Regions from separate parts of the Sus scrofa genome. Here region 1 is linked to region 2. A link is a contact called in public Hi-C data. All regions are on one chromosome and are shown on one strand. The core of a region is the stretch at or near the end of the contact, and the rest is flanking DNA. Distances in the headings are between cores, read along the strand shown.

The links. Hi-C and Micro-C count contacts between places; a contact is called where the count stands out from the background.
Region 1: a Hi-C map of skeletal muscle shows a contact between it and region 2, with 5 times the contacts expected there. The contact joins two enhancer-like sites. A contact is called at or near these places in 8 of 47 Hi-C or Micro-C datasets (embryonic fibroblasts, heart right ventricle, liver and 4 more) and 1 of 2 datasets of contacts at active chromatin or transcription factors (skeletal muscle).

What each region holds. Positions count from the first base shown.
Region 1 is chr12:31,995,105-31,999,256 of Sscrofa11.1, forward strand. No RefSeq gene overlaps it. Among named protein-coding and RNA genes, the nearest start is that of TMEM100, 17 kb to the right of the region's middle. Within about 2 kb of position 2,852, at least 6 of the 83 cell types and tissues checked have an H3K27ac peak or open chromatin away from gene starts, as enhancers often do. A contact at or near this core is called in liver, retroperitoneal adipose tissue, skeletal muscle and 1 more, where this site is marked.
Region 2 is chr12:31,839,276-31,843,526 of Sscrofa11.1, forward strand. No RefSeq gene overlaps it. Among named protein-coding and RNA genes, the nearest start is that of MMD, 120 kb to the left of the region's middle. Within about 2 kb of position 2,421, at least 24 of the 83 cell types and tissues checked have an H3K27ac peak or open chromatin away from gene starts, as enhancers often do. A contact at or near this core is called in liver, retroperitoneal adipose tissue, skeletal muscle and 1 more, where this site is marked.

The DNA.
Region 1 (4,152 bases), core at 1,602-4,101, 160 kb after region 2:
TAATTGAACTTCTACCTGAGCTTCGAGGGCCATGCCAATGGCACTTCTTCCAAGATGCCTTTTAGGATTCACTTCCCTGTCCCCATTCATAAGGGACATTTCCCTCCTTTGCATCTTCATCACTTTCTGCCCATAACATTTGTTGTCGCATTTGTTTCCTTTTGTTGTATTTTACTTATTGTGGCATGTGGCCATGTGCATACTTGCCTTAAGGGTCCTGTTAGTTCGCAAATTCTTTGAGCCCAATGATCATCTATTATTCAACTTTTTATTTCCTGCAGCATTTGCAACCGTGCTTTGTATGTATTAGGAGCTTAAAAATCCATCGAATGTATGCAATCATGAAATATATAATTTTGGTTTCATTGATCAAGATATAGTTAAATGTATGGGGGAAAGTGAGATGCTGCAAAGATTAACCCCATGATTAATCCTTACCCAATTACAACAAAAACTTCTCAAACATCATAATTTATGTCTTTGCTAGATCTGTATTTTCATATATTGCACACACTGCAAATGGGCTTCCAGTGTATTTTGAATATCTTGTCCCCAACTTCTCTGCTTTAAGTAGATAAGAAAGTAGAGACTAGAAGGCAGAGCTATCGAGCAGCCCAGGGAAGTTGATACTTTCAGATGCTCGCCCCCAACCTTCCTTGCCCTTTTGTGATTCCAGATTGGATTGGGTGTGTGAGGAGGGAAAGGGCAGCCCTCTGGGGAGATTAATAATAAGGTCTGAAGGATGAAGATCAAAGAACAGCTTTGGCTGAAGACCGTGTCATAACCCTAGTAACTGGCAGAAACCCTCTGATCTCTGTATTCCTCCATCTCCCCCCCGCCGCCTTTAATTTCAAACTGCATTTTGTACCCTTTCCTGGGGTCGGGACCCTTCTCAGTTACATTCCACCTTTATTCCTCCTAAGTGCCACCTCCTGCAAGACTGTAGTTCTGCTGTTTACCTGCCATCAGACAGCACAACTAAGAAAAGTTTTACAAAACTAATGTGAAACCAATTTTTCATTAGTATGGTAGTTCAAGCAAAGTTTGCCTAAATATTCCTTAGCCTGTCTATCCAAAGTGAATTATCCTAATTGGTTTTCTATAGCAATTAACTCATTAACCACTCATTAACCAAGTCCTAAACCTTATAAGAGTCTGCCTTTTACTTTTTTTTTTTTTTGTCTTTTTGTCTTTTTAGGGCCACACCTATGGCATATGGAGGTTTTCGGGCCAGGGGTCTAATTGGAGCTGTAGCCACCAGCCTATACCACAGCCACAGCAACGCCAGATCCGTGTCACATCTGCAACCTACACCACAGCTGATGGCAATGCCAGATCCTTAACCCACTGATCAAGGCCAGGGATCGAACCTGCAACCTCATGTTTCCCAGTTGGATTCGTTTCTGGTGCGCCACGACAGGAACTCCAACTTTGCCTTTTAAATCATCTGTTGCATGTTGTTTGGGATTTACTTCAAACTAATCAGGTGGTAAATGGGTGCTGGGAGAGGTGTACATATGAATCATAATGGGCCATGAGTTGATGATTATTGAAATTTGGTGATGGGTTGCTGGGTTCATTACACCACCTTCTTTTGTTTTAGAATGTGTTTGAAATTTCCTTGTAACTTTGTTTTTCTTTAAATATATTTTGTCTTCAAATTCTGCTTCCACACAATTCTAGCATGATTAATGTTTCCGTTTTAGAAAATGGAAATTTGCTACCTCTGTCTTTCTCATTTTCCTAACTTATCTCGTCTTCTTTCCCTGACCTGGCTGGTGAAACAGGAATCTGTCTGCTTGGTGAATCCCAAGTACTATCCACCAAGTGGCCCAGGAACCCTGCACATTGCCAGTCCAAATGCTTAGACTCCTTTCGTAACTACTTAAGAATATGCCATGGTAGCAGGAGTTCCCGGCTCCAGGATTCAAATACTGCCACTGAACTGCAAATAGAAACCAGGATGATGGCTTGTTTGCAAAAATAGCTATGTTCTTTTTTCTCTTCATTCCTTCCCTCTCTTGTTTTTCCTCTATTGAATGAGCATCTCTTGATGGGCAGTTACCAAGTCAGGGATACAAAATCTCTCTAGTCTGATGTGGCTACTAAGGTAAATCAGCACCCTGCATCCTCTTTTTGGAGAATTAAACTCTACTGTTGATTTGGGAGGAAAACAAACCTAATAGGCAAATGTGAGACCTTATATGAAAGGTGATGTTCAAATTGTACTTCACAGGTGTTTTGGTACCAGCGAGTCAAACCAGGCATATCTGAAATCATACCAGCAGATGGACTTGCAATGTGATCCACAGCAGAGCTTGTCCTGCACAAATTGCACTCAAAAAATTATTCTGCTAAGTGGCTGAGTCCCAGCAACCTGCCACTGGCTGGAGGCCCTTGATAGCTGCTCTCAGGAACTTCTCCTGAGGTGTTGCCTTTCTCTACAGCTTGTCTGATGCCATGAGGCTAGGGACTCCTTGAACCACCAAGAAAGGCAAACTGAAAAAATAGAACGGTCTGACTGGTTAGAAGTCCAGGCTGTGGCGGAAGATGGCCAAAGAGGCTGGATTTACAAACTGTCAATCACCCGTCTCATTTTGCACAAGAAAGACATTTCTTTAATCCACCTGTTCAATTATTTATCATGCTATGTGTTTCCTCTTAATTGTCATTCCGGCAAAAGCCTTTATGTTGTAAGGTGACACCCTAGTATTTTTTAATGACCTTAGGCAAAGTATTGACACTGGATCCTGGAGTCAGATGTTCCTAGTGACGCAACTTGTTCTCCCAGTGGCAGGAAAGCTTCCTGCCATGATTAAGTTAGAACTGTGAAAGCGCTAAAATGTGTTGTCAGCCTTCCTCTGATGCAAGCACTTTTATTATAGAGTCTAGCTGCAGAGAAGGGAAGCAAGCAACACAAACCTTACGTCCAAATGTCCCTTTTCTCTCTGGACTAGCTGTTCTCTGTAAAAAGGCAGTATGTGCTACACACTCACCACACTGGTGATCACAGTCACACCTTCTTCAAACCTTCCGTTTTTCTGGCTCCACCCCGCCCTTCTTTTCTGTTTCTTTTTCTGGGTTCATACGACAATGTGATCACAACTGATTTCTGTCTGGCAGGCTGCCAGTCTCTGAACTCTCATTAACTACCCCCATCAAGCAAAACAAAAAGCCATCCACTCTGTATTTGAACTTGAAATGGAAAATCATCTGTGTTTGCTTTTCTCAATAGGAGGCTGAGATGGAGCAAAAGTGTAATTCTATTTTTTTTGGACGTGGCCTATACTTCCCGATGAAAATGCTTGAGAACCCAAGGGCGCTGAGTGTCAGATCCACAGTGACTCATGCTGGATGGTCTGTTCCCTGTTAAAACAGCACAAAGGGCTTTCTCAACGCCCCTTGCCTGGGTTATCTCTACTGCTATTCAGGGTTCCTAGGTAAAGATATTTTTAGGTCGTGGCTGCCTCCCCAGTGAATAGTCTCAATTATTACTGATTCATTAATATCCCAATGTTTGTACCACAACTAATGCAACGAGACCAAAACACACATAAGGCTATGTCCTATGAACACGTGTGATTAACTTAGAAAGGAAGGGTAAACTAATAGACTGTTGTACTGCTGTGACTTTTACACTCAATTCTCTTGTAAGTCTATATTTCGAATTACCATAGACAGTATGTTCCCAATCGGTCTTTATATCAGAGGTACTGGAATCCAAATATATGAGTTAAAACATAGATTGGGAAGTTGGCCCTGTAGGTTTTTACTCTTTTTGTAGGATTATGCCTGAATACCTGAGTCTGACTTAATTCAATCAATTTTTTTTTCCTCCACTGCTTAAATTTCCAATATCTTGATGTGAGTGTTCAGTAAATATTGGGTAAATGAATGGACAACTGAATGAGAGAACAGAGAGGAACTTCGTCTGGGAAGGGAGCTGGCAAGTGTCAGCAATTTCCTAACATTACCACATAACTGACTCACTAATAAGTGCTTTATTTTCATTTGTAGTATCTCTCCAAGTACGATTTTATTCCCACCATTCTATATCCTTTTAATTATTGCTTATTATAATATTTCAAACAATACAGAGGAATCTAAAGAAAAATTGCCTCTTTTTCTTTGGAGTAAGTATGCACATACTTA
Region 2 (4,251 bases), core at 1,171-3,670:
TGGGGCCTTGTGGAGTCCGGGAGTCTATGAAACATCTCTGAGTAGGGCTGGACTCTTTCATGGAAAAGGATCTTCATATATGATTTGAAGTTGTGTGTGTTGCTCTAATAGAAACCTCTCCATCTACTTATGCATGTGCACCTGGTGGGAGCTGCTGCTTTTTTTTTTTTTTTTTTTTTAACCAAGGAAGGTACCAGGTTCTTATCTGGGTGACCTTGGTATAGAAATAAGTAGAATGGCAAGAGCAATAGCAGTGGAAGCAGGATTTGAGATCCAGGTTGATTAGAAGGATCTACCTCTTGATAAATGCACAGAAAATTGGAGGTTGACTTCAGGATTCTATAGCGAAGGCATAAAAGACAGTGGAGTTGATGTGGTATTCTCTATAAAGCTTAAGGGCAGGAAGACCTCAGAGGACTCTGTATGAAAGAATTTCTTTCACTGGTGAGGGAGGGATTAGTAAGCCTTTCAACCATTGTCATCATGAGTGAGATTCTAGGAGGAGATGGGGGAATAGGAAAAGTGTTGCAGGGAGTAGAAATGTGAGAGAGACAGAAAGCAGGAATAGAAGTAGAAGGAAGTACATGTGAGAGGAATTTGCAGGGAGGCACAGGCAGCTCCCCAGGTCTCCCTGAGTGACACTTGAGCAAGAAACAGGCCACCTCCATTGAGTCAATCCTCGTTGGCGAAGAATAGCCCTGGGTCCTGGTGGAATGTGTGGATCAGTAGAGGATGCTCAGTGTTTCGTGCGTTCTGAGGTAGAAAGCACTGGAGTGTGGCTGCTGGACACACCAGATGTCTTGCTTTAATCCTCCTTTCAAACTGTCAGTGGGTTAAGGATCAGAGGTTGTCACTGCTGTGGCTCTAGCCTCTTGCTGTCGTGGGGGGTTTGATCTCTGGCCTGGAGAACTTCTGCATGCTGCAGGCATGGCCCAAACCAAAACAAACCCTGAAACAAACAGGTCACTCAAACTGGAGGCCACCAGGAATCTCAGAAGGAGTCACACTTGCAAACACAGTGACCTCTTCTACCAAGTTGCTGGCTTTTGACAAAATGGACAGAGGTCTGTTGTCTGTCCCTTTAACAACATAGACAGAAGGTAGTAACCCATAGAAGGCAAGGGGGGGTGTGATATTTCTCCATCAGCTGCAGCCACTGATGGAACTTTAATCTTTCTGTTTTCTGGATCTGGTATTAGCTGGGGCCAAGTATCAGCTTATTTCCTTGATAGACAAGGAGATGATGCAGTAGTAGATGGGGTGAGGGGTGACCTGGTGAGGGAGGAGGTGGGGACAGAGAGGAGGCAGGGCCCCAGAAGACCACAAGGGAGGAGAAGCAAAACAGGTTTCTTGGAAATGAAACTGCTTCTAATAGAGAACAGCCTGATGTGATAAGAGCAAAGTAATCAAAAACACAGCTCTCATTTCCCTGGAAGTGGAGAGCCAAACAGCAACTGGGCTGTAACTGTTTCCAGCACATTGATCTGTCCCAAGTCCTTCCCCAGGCCCTGGGTGGGGAATGGGGTGGGGGAATCTTTCTTCAAAGGCTCCCCACTGACTCTAAGGCAAAGAGTGCAAAGCCTTGGAAACAGGGAGCCCTCCTCCTTTCTCCACCTCCCAAACAATATGGTTCTTATCAGCACTACAAAGAGGTGGGTGGAGAGTCTCCTTGCTCAGACCCCCGTTTCTAAATCCCCCTTACCTGCCCCCTCCAACTGCTTCACTAACTCAGCCAGTTCAGAAAATACTGCCCACACGCTTGCCATTCATTCCCCTGCTGTGCATCTAATTCTGAAAGGCAGAAGGTACATGGAATCCAATTCACACAGCTCAGGATGGGAGAACTTCATTCCATCGCCCTAGTTCAAAGGCGTCAGTGGTGGGATTTGATATTGGATCAAAGAGCCTCCCCTCTCCCTCCCTCCTAACGTTTTGTTTTGGCTGATCTCCTCCTAAGCAGGATCCCCAGAGCTTTCTCAAGCTTGTACCAAAACACAGTCTGACTTTTTGCACCATTCAAAGACGGCAGTTTCTGAAATCTGGCAGGAGCAGTCTGTTTCTCTGGCAGCTGGACAAGGGAAGAGGCAGGTCTCAGGGAAGAAAGTGAGACCTTGACTCTAAGCTGAGAGCTCAGTGAACCTGAAGGAACAGTTCCAACGTGAACTCAGCATCTTTATTTACTCCTTTTTTACTTCATTTACTCCAATGGCAGGAGGCAATTCTAAGGCAGAGGTGGCTTTGCAAAGGCAAGGTGAACCTTTGACCTTTCAACTAAAGCCTAGTTGGGGAAGTGATTGAGAAAGGGCAGTTATGTAACTTTCCCACGTGTTAGCTGGAGACAAGCCTGGGCACTGGTCCCTCTGTAAACGTTCCTCTCTTGATCCAAATGGGCTCTGGGTTTCTGAATCCTGGATGTGACTTGGTGGAACATGATCTCTCCTCTTTTGTAACTGTCGTGGAGCCCAGCACAACCATGCTGATTGAGTTCAGACTGTGTGTGGGGCCCTAGGAGGAGCTAAGTGCTGTGGTGGCTGTTGCAAGAATGGAGGACATGATTTATGGCCTAACAGGAGAGGAAAGACACATTGCCTAGTTTACAAATGGTTTAGCTCAGACTTACAAGGTGTAGAGATGAGTACAAATTAATAGTGAAAGCAGGGTAAAAAACAATTTATTTATCTGACACTTAGAAATTTTATACAAGATTCACTGAAAGCTCTATTAGGTCAAGGATTTTGCTCTGTGTTATTTCCTATTGTATCCCCAATGGTGTTGTTTCCTACTGCATCCCCAGTACCTAGAATACTGCCTGAGCATACTTCACATATTAGATGCTCAATAAAATGCTGTTGAATGAATATATCTACTCCGGCACCAAACCTTTGATATGAATTACCAGTTAAAAATCTTTCCTCAATTCTTCATAATTTTTATTGGTACCATAAAGGTAAGAGATGAAACTTAAATTTTACTTGGTGACTCAGGGCTGATTGCAATCTCATCACACCATTATAAGAACAGGATAGCTTTCCTCAAGTACGTGAGTGTATTGGCGGCTGTTTGCCCATTTTTATGGCCTCCAATGATCTTGAGTTCCACTGTTTATTGTTTTCCGCTATTCTCTTTCATGGGAAAATTGTGGCTTTAACATCTTTTTAATTAATTTATTTATTTTGGCCAGGCCTGTGAAACCATCTGGCACAGGAATGGAACCCTGCGCCACAGAAGTGACAATGCAAAATCCTTAACTGCTAGGCCACAGGGAACTCCTTCTCATTCTTTTTAAAAATTCTTTGGGCATCTTCTTATAGCCTCCTGAGTTCTGATTTGCTGCTTTGAAACTGGAATTGGAATGGGCTACTCTAGTGGGAGAAAGTGCAGGCCTTGAAGATCTGGGTTGGGTGTTACCTCTTAACTTTACATGTGTAACTGACAAGCTGATTAACCCCAGTGGGGCTCAGTGGCCTCATCTTTGAAACAGGAACAACAATCCCTCATGGTTATTGTGAGAACACAACAAAATAACAAATGTCAGTCAGATGCCAAGGAACTCCCAAGCCTATGAAAACAGAATATCATTTTAATGACCGTGTTTCTCCCATGTCCCCACCCCAGAACTCTGCACCTCTTACCCTATTTCTGCTTCTGTTAGTTCCTGAGGAGTGTTACTTTTGCATGTTTTTTTTCTTCTGCTCCCACCCTAGCTGGCCATGTGTGCTGCTCTCAAAATGAAGCCTCAGCACTGCTGTAGCTGCATAGGTGAGCTCCAGAGTGCTCACCTGTATTCTCAGGGGTGTGGGCACTACTCGGTTCTGGAAGGAGGAAAGAAGGCTTTCTTCTTAGCTGGGTGGGACCATAGCACCTGGGGTGTGAAGTAGCCCTACCTGTATTCAGAGTCTCACAAAGCTTTCTGAGAACAATTCAGGCAGCTTCTGTGCTTCATTTCTTGCTTAGAATGTCGCTGTCATGAAAGAACAGCTGCATCAGTTCCTGGCCTTCCTGCCCCTGGCCCTGGTGACAGACTCCCAGCCAGTGGGGCTGTGTGGGAATAGGTACCCTTCTCCCTACTCTAGTCATATTCACACTCTTCTTGGCTCCTTCTTCCTGGAGTCAAACTTACTTTTATTTTATTTTTTTTAGATTAATTTATTTTCTGTAAGATTTTAATTTTTTCCATTATAGTTGATTTACAATGTTCTGTCAATTTCTGCTATACAGCAAAGTGACCCAGTCATACATATATGTATATAT